Linked DNA regions of Mus musculus: region 1 is linked to region 2. The links are chromatin contacts, called in public HiChIP or PLAC-seq maps. All regions are on one chromosome and are shown on one strand. The core of a region is the stretch at or near the end of the contact, and the rest is flanking DNA. Distances in the headings are between cores, read along the strand shown. Region 1 has its middle 35 kb from the start of Gm32935. Region 2 has its middle 90 kb from the start of Gm24986.

Evidence for each region. HiChIP or PLAC-seq counts read pairs in DNA pulled down with a chosen protein or histone mark.
Region 1: an H3K27ac HiChIP or PLAC-seq map of T-cell acute lymphoblastic leukemia shows a contact between it and region 2, with 4 times the contacts expected there. The contact joins two enhancer-like sites. A contact is called at or near these places in 2 of 115 datasets of contacts at active chromatin or transcription factors (the SCID.adh cell line and T-cell acute lymphoblastic leukemia) and 1 of 9 other capture datasets (embryonic stem cells).

Annotation. Positions count from the first base shown.
Region 1 is chr12:106,561,247-106,567,286 of GRCm38.p6, forward strand. It overlaps the pseudogene Gm17053. Among named protein-coding and RNA genes, the nearest start is that of Gm32935, 35 kb to the left of the region's middle. Within about 2 kb of position 4,250, at least 24 of the 459 cell types and tissues checked have an H3K27ac peak or open chromatin away from gene starts, as enhancers often do. A contact at or near this core is called in the SCID.adh cell line and T-cell acute lymphoblastic leukemia, where this site is marked.
Region 2 is chr12:106,307,979-106,313,945 of GRCm38.p6, forward strand. No RefSeq gene overlaps it. Among named protein-coding and RNA genes, the nearest start is that of Gm24986, 90 kb to the left of the region's middle. Within about 2 kb of position 3,258, at least 73 of the 459 cell types and tissues checked have an H3K27ac peak or open chromatin away from gene starts, as enhancers often do. A contact at or near this core is called in the SCID.adh cell line and T-cell acute lymphoblastic leukemia, where this site is marked.

The sequences.
Region 1 (6,040 bases), core at 3,000-5,499, 250 kb after region 2:
AGGACCACAGACCTTTGGGGAGATGAACAGAGTCTGGTTTTCTGGCTTTTCACATGCGGTTTCTATACCTCAGCCCCTGAACTCTCCCCTGGACTCTGTCTAGAGATCTGGCTTCAGGGATTAACGGTCTACACTTATCATCTATTTACTTTTTGTCAATGAAACTAACACTGAAGCGTTGGCATTGGCATAAGGCAAGGGATATCCTATTACTAGTGAAAGGCTCAGAAGATTTTTATCAGATAATGTTTCCTACATGCCTGGGGAGAAGAGCAGTAGGAAGTAAAAGACTATAAATAGTCTATAATAGAAGAAAGTCATCTTAACACTGTGAGCAACTGTCAGAAAGAAACAGTGACAGAGTCGAGTCTCGGGATATTCTGAGTGTGAAAACCATGATGCTGTGTGCTATGATGTGGGCATGAGGTGTCCCCCCAAAAGATGTGGGCATTTGATATTGGGCAGTGAGTGAATCCAGCACCCAGCAGCCACCTGTTCATAAGGGGAACAACCTGTTCTCTAAAGAATGTTATGTGGGTGAGCTGGGATGCTCTGTGGGTTAGGTATAATAAATGCATCTTTAATTCACTTTACTTTCAGCTTATTGGTATGTTTATGAGGATAAAGTCCATGGTAAATTAAGGAGAATCTGTACTATATTTAAGAACATAAAAGAAAAAGGGGGGAAAAAGACAACATGCTCACAGAAAGCAGATATGGATTAACCTTGCAGAAATAACACTTAAATTAAAATCTAAAATTTCAATAGCCACCCGAAGCAATAGAAGAATGTAGAATTACTTTTTTTTGAAATATTGAACAAAAATAACCTTTAACCTCTAATTCTATATCCAGCTAAACTACCTCTGAGTATGCTGTCAACAGTATGGTTTTCTTAAGTAAGCAGCCCCTTAGGAAGTTTCTTACCCATGTAGAAGAGCCTCTCTGTTTGAAACATATTTGAAAGAATGATTTCAGTAGGAGAATTAACATATATGAATATAAAGGATGGGTATTAACCTATATGAATATAAAGGATGTGTGTGTGTGTGTATATGCACATATGTGTAGAGAGAATATCTTGTGTATTGTATGGATGCGCTACCTGTCAATTAAAAAGCCTAGGTTTGGGCAGGAAATAGAAGTGGGACATTCAGGAGGAGAAAGAATTCTGTGAGAGATCAGGTGGAGGATCGGCAAAAAGAGGCAACTATATGGGCACATAGTACCCGGGGACAGCCATGTGGCAGAATGTAGGTTAAAATAATTGGGTTATTTTACTTATGATCTAGTCAGACTAGAGCCTAACTATATGGCCAAGGTATTTGTAAATATATTTTGAGTCTGAGTCTTATTTCTGGGAGCCTGGGGCCAGGAGGAAGAACTGGATTTAACTACAACAAATATGTGTCTCTGTTTATTTAAAGTAATATATCAAAAATGAAATAAGACAACAATTTAACACATGACAAGCACTGTGATGTAATGTTGAAGCAGCACATTTTCAGGGACAGGAGGCAGAAAGAGGGCAGGGTAGGGAAAACACTGGGATGACCAGAAGAAAACAGATACAACAAACAAGGTACTTTGTACTCAGGAAAAAGATACGGATTTGCCCATCAGGAGGAAGTCTGGTTTTAATACTGTATTTGTTACTTTATGTCAATGAGACTCTCCAGAAATTTTTTGATCCTGTCTGGTTCTTAATATCCCCTCTTCAAATTCTGTTTGGTGAAATGTGTTCTGGTGGTTTATTTTTAGGGTTCTGACATAAAGTGAGAGTCCCCTGGCCCTGCCTGGATGCTGACTTTAGTGGCAGCGGGTAGAAAAGTGTCATTTTTTTTTCTAAAAATGTAGCTTACATCTCCCTTATTCCTTCATACAAGGTCAGTGACAGTGATATTAGTCCTGTCTTTAGGGGCTAAAGTAGCTTAAGAGAAAGAGGTAAGTCATGGCTGAAACTCACATTTCCCTATGTTTAAGTTTTAATATATCATTTCTAAGCCTTTACAGACTTGACTTTCTGACCCAATACATGTATGGGGCCCAAGAGATCAGGGCTCCTGCAGGGCCATTAATTGCAGGGTTTGTTTCCTGGAAGCAAAACTAACACATGCTCATTAGGACATCTTAATTGGGAACAAAAATCACCATGGAGACTGTGAACATGATTTAGGAAGAGTGGGTCATGCTGGTCAGCTTTCATTTGGATTTTGTTTTATTTCATTTTATTTCAAATCCTTCCCAAGCTCAGAAACAGCCGTTTGCGATAAAAAATAATGGCCTGAGAAATGTCCTTCTGTAACATCCTGGCTGTGTGAGTTTGCATAACTCAAATGTCCCACCAGGGAGCTATCATAGTCCATCACCCTGCTGAGAGGGAGTTGGGGAACCTCCATGTGAATCACAGATCCCCCAAACTGCTACCTTGGGATGTTACAGAAGATGGCCACCAGGGACCCGTATCTCCTTCTCCTTTCTGTCATCCTTGATCATACTTGAATAACTGATGGCCACCCTAAATTCCAATCCTCAAGTCTGAGTGCTCTGCTATGTATCTGGAGGTAAGCCTTCACTTTTCTAGACTAGGACAACCTTCTGTCTATCCCGCCATATCTGCCCGTGTCCCTGCTATCACCACAGAGCTGACCTATGGATCATGGAGGACTCAGGTTGGACTGGACCGACTAGTGTGCACATGGTCCTCATTTCTCTCTGTGCTTTTCTCTTTATCATTTGATTAAAGTCTTTCCCCAACATCCCTCCACCATTAAGATGTCTCAGTGTCATTTAGGGTGTTAATTGAGAGGAGGTTTAAGCTCATCAAAGCGATTATAAGTGATAGTTAAAAATTTCTATATATGGCCTGCGCTGGAATCAGCACGGTGGGGTGCCATTTTTTTCTTTTATCCAACTGACATTGGTAATAATACATGAAATTATTACTAAATCGCAGCTGCGGAGATGATATCATGATTTTTTTGTGTGTGTGTAATCTTTGATGAAAAATTAATTTTTGAGAGGGATAATTTAAAATGATTTAAATAGTATTATACTGGAGTCCTTGCTGGTAATTAACACCAATCTTGTCAGAACTGAAGGCACCTTTCAGCTGCTTCTAAAGCTACCCACAGTATTTGTCCCTTTTGTGCGAGTGATTATGGCTCTCGGACTTCATTTTTTGCTGTCCTGCGGCCATTGAAGGAGAAGGCTCCTGGCAGGAATGGCTGTTCTCCGAGCCCCATCCTTATTCATCTCTAGACTGTGGGCTAGGCCAGGGAGTGGCCTCCACTTTTATTTTCTAATCGGACCAAAGTAGGCTTATCATCCTGTTATCACACTGTGTACCCTGCTCCCTTCACGGCTGAATGTCAGTTCCATAGGACGCCATGACCTCATAGATATTCCTCTAATTGACAGGACAGGTGGCCAGACACGCTCTCAACCTTCACTCGTGTTCTTTGGAGACCTGGCTTTCTCAGAAATCCACCTTTTTTCTTTTTCCCACCACAAGACAGAAATAAATAAATTAATTAAATACATTAAAAAAAAAAAACAAGCATCCTAACAAGATATGGCTGAAAATAGATCACCCCCCCCCCCCCCGCTAGTTCCTTCGTACTTTAAATGACAGAAGTGTGTGGTATCCTATATATAAAGACCTGCAGGAGAGGTTAAAAAAAGAAATACAGTGAAATTTAAGTAGGAAGAAGAAACTGAATGAGGATATGGGTGAGCCGTACACCCGTCTGAGCTCTGAGTTTTGCTTTCTTCTTTTCTAATACACTTCTGATTTTTTTGACAAGAGACACTGCGCTAGATATTCATGGCAGTGGCTGTACCTGCCACTTCTTAATTTCTCTCCCTCAACTTTTTTGCTGAGAAGGAAGAGAATGGGGCGGGGAGGTGGGGGGGCGGGGGTGGGGGAACAAGTGAGGAGAAAGGGAAGGCAGGGGAGAGGGGAGGGAGAAGGGCAGATGACAGGAAAGCTTTGAGAATGGCTCTTCTGGCCACCCGCTCATTAACATAAGAGTATAGTTCCGGCTTCCAAGTCAGGTGCAATTTTATTCTACCAGAACACGCTTGCCTTCTGACATGATCCCACGCTGCAAAGGAAGAGAAAGAGGTGAAAGAGAAAACCCCTTTTGCAAGCAGAAAAAAAAAAAGCCAGTTTATTGGTGGGGGTGGTGCCTGTGCTGTGCCTGTCTGTGAAACTAGCAATATGGAGATGTTTCTTAGATAAGATCTCCCCTTGTGATACAGGAAGGCTGCCTTCCTGGCTCAGGCAGAGGGCGACTCAGCACCTGGGAAATCTTTTCATCTTATCGACTGGTGCCTTAGGTGACCATGTTTATGCCTCTCTGGCCAAAAAGGAGGCCTTTGGAACCCGCAGGCTTGCCCATGCAGGACTATAGAACTGGGTTAGGCAACAGGAACAGAGCTTCCGTGCTGCTGCCAGGAACATGAAGTAAGATGCCTCCTTTCACGGCAAGAGCATGGTCGGTCAACACTTGTACTGTGAATCCCCCTATAAAACTCAGCATGTGAAAGCACCCGCCGTTCTCCCAGTCAGAAGCACACAGAGGTGGGGCTAGGCACGCTGCTGCTCCAGTCACGGGGCGACCGCAGAGAGGTCTGTCCCTCTCTTCTGCCCCATGTTCTAAACTCTGGCCATGGTTGGGATACAACCAGGGTCTCCTCCATGGTTTGTGCGTCCTGGTAGAGAGAGCACAGCAAGGACAGATGGGAGCTCTCTTGGGGCTCCTTCTGTTGTCATCACCTTGCCCCCAGGATGTGGGATGCTGTCAGCATCTGGGGGCTCCTGCTGAGTGTGCCCACTCTTGGCCCCCAGCAACTGGCAGTGCACTGGGTTCATAGACAGAGTACAGCCAGTACGGGTGATCTCTCGGAAGACCCAGACTCCTTTCTGCTTCATTCATTCCTAGGTGCCCTGGATTTCAGACTTAGAAACTCTGGGTCAGCATCGTCCAGCGCTTTGCTCATTCACTTACTCGACTGAGGGAGGAAAGAACTTTCTCCCCTGGAAAGCATTTTCATGAACATGGTAAACCTTTTCAGATTCCATTTCAATCTCCACCCTAAGATCCACAATGGTAGAAATTCCCAAATTACTATGTTAGCTCATTTCTCACCCAACAGACATTTCTTAAGTACTTATGAGGTACTGGGTTCTGCCTTGAAGATCTCAAGGCAGCCAAGACTAGGTCTGCCCTTTATGCCCAGAGTGTTGGGAAACCATCTAGCAACCTGATTAAAAGAATAGATTAATGAATCCATGAAAAAAGGGTTCTCTCTGATGTTTCACAGAGGAAAGATTGGCTAACCTTCCCTTTAGGGGATCAGAAGGTGAACAGTGTCGGGCTTTGTAGGCCATGCGGACTGCTGCAATTATTCAGTAGTACACACACAGTCTTAGACAAAGCATGCATGAACGGCAGTGGCTGCGTCTCCATAAAATTGTTTACAAAACCAGTGAGTGGTCTAGACTTGACAACCACAGACCCGGGCACCGGATTTAGATGTGTATGTGCATGTGCGTGTGTGCGTGCGTGCGTGCGTGCGTGCGTGTGTGTGTGTATGTGTGTGTATGTGTGTGTGTGTATGTGTGTGTGTGTGTGTGTGTGTGTGTGTGTGTGTGTGTGTGTGTGTGTATGTGTATGTGTATGTATATACAGTCAGTCAGACAGACAGACAGGCACACACACACACACACACAGTTACCACATTATTTCCTTGTTGTGATCCGGGTAATGGATCATCTGGAATTGACTAAAGTCAGGCTTTGGGGAGGTTGTTTGACTACTAAGTGACAGGTAGATACTCCATCCTGAGAGTACTTACAAGGGAAATGTTGGTATGGACTGAGGCAAGGGGATTTTGCCTGTTGCAAGCTTCGATTCTTTGCTCTCCCTTGGGCTCAGATAATCCTGAGAAACAGGAGGGCATGTCCATTTGGCAAGGCTGGAGGGTGAGGCAGGCGTGGGCAGGGAGTGAGTGCTGAGCCAGACCAGCCAGCAAG
Region 2 (5,967 bases), core at 2,008-4,507:
TAAAACAGTCTCCCACCCAATCTCCTTTGTCTTTCTGAGTTTTAAAACCTCTTCCGAGTTCTCCTTGCTACAGTTTTTAGGGCACGGTGCTGACCACTGATCTAAATCATTTGTAGATCATTGTCTTTGCACGTATTCTGAGAGGCGATGCCAAATCCCCAGTTTTAAAACAGATTAACAAATATTTCAAGAAGCCAGATTGCAGATGACTCTTTGCAAATCCTAAGAACCTGCCTGCCACAAATGATCTTCTTGACAGAAATTATTTTTTAAAAATGAGTTTATCTCACTTAAACACCTAATATCCCCCCCCCACCCCCACCATAAAAGCTTCTATGTTGGCTCGGTCTTACAAGAAATTTCTAGGGCGGGTATTCAAGCCCTTTTAGCCCTCAGGGTGAAAGTTATGGGAGAGAGTGTGTTACATTTTGAAACCCACTTCCTTAGAAGACCGCTTCTGAGGAGCATTGTTCAGGCTGGAGGTCTGAAGAACTTGTCAGTTTCTGCTTCCGTGGGGTTTTATGTGTGTGTGGCCAGGACTAAGAAAAGCTATTTTTGGCCTCTCTGTTTGTTTTAGCATGGGTGGCTTAAAACAATAGAAATAACATCCAAGCAAACCTACCTGGGATGTGTGTGGAGGTTCACACTAAACTGTCCGGGGTTCTGTTCGCTGCTCCTAACTGTGGGGGCAAGCTAGCCATGGTCGCTTCCTTCAGTGGCAAGGGGATGGATGCGTCTCTTGCACATTGCTTCCTAGTCTGAGAGGAATGATTTAACCCACTGAGACGACCACGAAGGTAGACATTTAGGACGTGGTATCTCTCTGGCTTTTTGCTCATTGGAAGCCAAGGTTTATTTTTTTTTCCAAGTCCTTTGTGAAAATGTCATAGTGAAGTGAACCTGTTACATAGAACAAAGCGTCTGTCTGTTTTCCTTTTGTTCTTATTTGTTTTTTGTTGTTGCTGTTTTGGTTTTCATCGTCGTTGTTGTTATTGGTGCCGTTCTTCCGTTTACGGAAACCTCCAGCTTCTCTGCCGGGTGTGCTCGGTTATCCTGCCTCTCACAAGGTGCCGGTAAACATGGTGGAAAATTTCCGGAGCTTCCTCCCCAGCAACAGGGTAATGTCAGGCCAAGTTTTCTGAGGCGCTGCAGCTTGGCTGCCAGAGAATGGAGAAACTTTGATGGGAGAAGCTGTGATCTCGCACAGCTTCCAACAGTCACAGAGGCACGACCTCCGCTTGGACCTGCACATCTGACTGTAACACCCGCCTTTCAACTGCTGCGTCCAAGGGGCCTCCCACAAAGCCCCGCACAGTTATTATTGACCGGCATGGGGAAGGGAACGTCTCAAAACATGCCATTTAATCAAAGGCTCAGAAAAGCAAGTTTTAAGTCCCCCCGGGGGTGGAGGGAGGTGGAGGTGGAACTACAACAGAACGGGAGCACCAGTCCAAGGTTGATAACGTGAAGAACTGGGGGAACTCCACACACCTGTGTGGGATGCTGCAAGGGCCTCAGTACCCCGATTCTGCGGGTTCTCAGCCGGAGCGAGGTTTGGTGTCTCTACTCTTTTTTTTTTTTAATCACATTTGATCATCTATAGCATTGGGCTGAGAATAAGACAGAGAATATTGAGCCTCCACTGTTACAAAAGGCAGCATCAGTACCCAAGAATCTGGTCAAGGCCTGATCGGATCACTATTTAATCTGTCACAAAGATGCTGAGTGCTGGCCTGTCTGATCTGTCTCACAGTAACTGAAGGAACCCAGGGAGTCAGGACAGACATTTATTCCTGGTTATATATGGAACAAAGTCCCAGGATGTCCGCTTGTGGCCATGCCACACAATCTCCTGACAGTAACCAAGGTGAAAAGGTTCTGCCCGGCCAGCTCTGCGGTGCCTCTGCATGCTGGCGTCAGTTGGAAGCGTTTATTTATAAACCTTTTGCTTCCTCGGTCAGCTGGGCGATTTCATCGCACACCCTTGGTTGGTAAAGAAAGTTAATGTTTCGGGTCCCTGTTTGGCTGGAACAAAATTGTAATTAAAAAAATTAATTTCTTATGGTTTCAAAGCTGTTTGTAAACCATAACGGAGTTTTTATATGACTCCAGGAATCTGGTTCATGCCCATTCTCAACAGAATACGGAAGGGCAGGAGGGTCCTGGGAATTACAGGAAAACCCAACAGAGGACATAGCAAAACTGCTCCCCGCTGCTGCCCAGGACAAGGAGGGCAGCCGCCTGCAGCACAAGCAGCCACCTGTTGCTGGACAGACTCCTGCCTTGCCTTAAAAACCAAAGGAAAACAAAATAAACCCTCAAGAAAACCCAGAGTCCTAGGGGTAGCGTAGGGAGCAGCAGAAAGGCAAGGGCTGGGTGCAGCCATCTTTAGGTCTTCCAGAAGGGTGGGGCTCCAAGAGGAAATGGTGATGTGGGTTTCCCTTTAAAGACCGCTTTGCATGCTTTCAAAAATTTTTTTCTTCTTATTTTTGTTATGTATTATTATTATTACGTTTTTATTTTTAAATTTTTACTCGGTGGCTGTGAAGAACTTTACAACAAAAGCACAGCAGGACTTTAAATGGCTTAGGAAGCCAGACTCTGGGTTAGTCGGTGGTTGGTCTGTCTGCAATTGCCCACTTTCCCAGCAGCGGCAGCGCTGTAGTGCAGTGCTGGCTGCTGGCCCTCTCCTTGGGGAATCATTTCATTTGGGAGGCTCTGCCAGGCTGACCCGGGAACCCTTGACCTTCAGGGAGACCTGTGGTCCCTGGGAGGTGGTGTTGGGGTGATTCTCACCCTCAACTCGGATTCGTCAATGCTATCTCTCATCACAGGGCCTCACGGGCTGGGGGTGCACACCCCGAGTTTCCTAGCCACCAGGTTCAGCGCCACCCTTGGACAAGTCCCGAATTCCGCAGAGCGCTTGCACTTTCCCAAATGCTATTTCTCCAAAGAGCAACCCGATTTAAACAGATTTCACTTTGCTCATAGCAGACCCCCCTCCGCAGACTCGGTGGCTGGGGGACAGAGGTAATCACAGGCCACCAGCCTGGCGGGACTCGCGATGTCCCAAGGCTCCGGAGCGAGCGCCCTGTGGTGTTTTTTCTTTTGGGCGCGGAACTGTTTTCAGCTTCCTTTTTGTTTCTTCGCTTTCGTCGCATTTCCTTTCTGAATCTGCCCTTCTGCCTAGTGCGGCCCTAATCTCCCTGATCGCAGAGCTTGGGCGCGGGGGCGCAAGCGACCCCCGCAGCAGGGGAGGGCTCTCAGATCACAATCTGTGAGACACCTGCCTGCGCTCTGCTCAACTTCCTGCCTTCCTGCCCATGTTACTGGGGTGGGTTCCATTTCAGAGAAAATCGACTTTTGAGTCTCTCTGGTGCCTTCAGGGCCCGGTGTGGGTGGGGGAGAGGGCAAGGCGAACACCACATGGAATGAAGTGAGTGTCTTGGGTTCCCTGTATCCTCCACCATATGTAAATCTCTCCTTCTAGGTGCCTGTGGTTCTGCCTCTATGTCTCTGTCTCTATTTCTCTGTGTCTCTGTCTCTCTCTCAATTCTAACTTCTGTTTTCCTACAGAACTACTAAGACAAGGACATAAGCCCAGAAACTGCCATTCAGAGCCCATGGACGGAAATGTGGCTTTCTGAATTTTCTCTTTTGAGGCAGGGCCTGTTGTTAGGCCATGCTACAGAGGAAATGGAGGCATAGAGTTGTGACGAAGCTTGGCTCCGATGGGGTAGCTGGGATCCCAGTTCAGAGCAGCACCGGGATGCTCTTGTGCACAGCTGAGAAGCCCCCAGCTGATGACCCCTGACAGCAGGCACCCTTGTCTCTCTTAAGGGAGACTATTCCTGTACTGTTGCACACACCCCCTTTTTTCCTTATTAGTTTACTTTAATTTTGAGTTTGGCAGGAAAGCCTATGGCGGCCATCAAGGGGAAGCGCTCTGATTAGAACTGAAGCCTTCCAAGCGCATGTTTGCTACTTTAAAACTCTTTCTCAGGCAATGAATATGGATGGTGGTTGTTTCCTATGAATATGGAGGAGCGGGTGGGGGTGTGTGTGGCGGATGGATCACTATTTAACATTAACTGCTGGTAACCTTTCCTCTTCTCTGGCTTCTGTGCAGTATTATCCCGGGAAGGGTCAGCACCCGTTGCCTTTTTGCAAAATACAATTAGTCACTTTTTGCCACATGTGCTTGCCCCTGGACCTTATTTGCCATCCCATATAATTATTAGAAAAATCTTCTAATTTTATTTGAAATTCTAAGTTGACACGTAGGTCAAAGTTCGTGACACAGCATTGTGTTTAATTTCTCTTTCGTTCGCCTCCCTTGGACTCCTGAAGAATGACTCTCAAAGGAAGCTTCCAGCCCCGCTCTGGGTCTTATTACCGCTGTAACAGTGGGAGCCATTCGAAGCAGCTCTGAGTGCCTGCTCCAGAGATGATGGTGTCACCGGCAGCCAGCTCTTCAGAGATCCCTGTCCAGATGGCCTGGATGGACGCATCCCACACAAATGGCAGACTGGCTTTCAGTAACTAGTACTTTCTGTTTCCTTCTGCGATGCTTTCTGCTCTTCACCTGAATAGCAAGCAGCCATATATTTTTTAAGGTACTTCTTAAGCCTTCCTCTCTGCACCCTTCCCTGCTCACGCAGGAGTTGGGTCATTTCCCCTCATGTTTTCCCTCCTGTTCTTGCTTTAAGTGTGGCCCTGGCCACAACCACATTTTGATGTTCCCCGTTCTTGTGGCATCTGTAGTCACACTGCCTGGGCTCCTATTCTGACCCTCGTCACTCAACAACAGTAGCCTCGTTTGTCTAGCAGAGGTGGCAGTGTGGTTTTACCCTCTGGAGCCTTTGGATTAGATGAGATACTCCTTAGTGCCCGCTAAGGCAGTGTTCCACAGGGTCACAACATGGCTGCTTCTCTTCAGACCCACGAGCTGCCTAAGAGCAGGGGAGGGCTCCTTACTGACCCTGTCTTCCCTCACTCCCGCCTTCTTGCCTTCTCACTCTCTTTTTCCCTGTATTTCTCTCCCCGTTCTCAAACTCTGTCTAGCCTATTGCCTCTCCCCCCCAATCCCCGAGGGATGCATTTCCTCCCTCTCCTTGACCCACAGTGGGCACTGTTCCTAACACTCATAATTGGTTCGTGTTCTGGGAACCCTGACAAGAGTCTGGTACTGGAGACATCGAGGGTCAGAGGTCATGAAGCATCAGTCACCCTGAGTTTTCTCAGAACTGACCTCATGGAAGATAATTGCTAGGCTCTACCATGGGTTCAAAGAGGCAAAAGAACTTCCGTACACTCACTCAGCAATTGGGGGTGATAAACAGATGTGTCAGCTCCTTCATATAAGGCCATTCAGCCAAGAGCAACTCTGCTGCAGGAATTGAAACCTGCCCCCCCCCCCCTTTCTGATTCATCTGACAGCATCTTTTTTGGTATATCTTGTTCCAGTACAGAGTTACCATGTCCAGGACCTTAAGCTCCAGAGCCATGCCTGCAGAAGCCTAGCCATTTGAAAATAATTTTCTCAAAGAGATGGTTAAAGACATGTTAACCTCTGGGTCTATTGGATCTACCCCATTTTGAGTCACTGGTAGCTTCACATAGGTAGCGACACCCCAAGAACTTAAGCAGTGAGCGACTACCGTGAGCCACACAATGCACGTGTATACTAATTAAAGAGCCTACTATGCTCTCCATAGCATATGCCCTTGTAGCAGGTCAAGCCTAGGCTTTACTGTGGGATACAAACTTTTCTTCCTCTGACCAGAGCTTACCATGGGCCCACTTCTCGTGGGGGTCTCACTAGGACACTTATTCCTTTAGTCTGGGTGTACCATGTTCAGTCTCCTTGCCCAGAGAGCCTCTGCCCACCCCTGGCACCTTCTTGTCACAGCCTTTGAGCCCTCCATAAAGGCAACACCTGTCCCTCTGGCCCCTACCGTCCTCTGT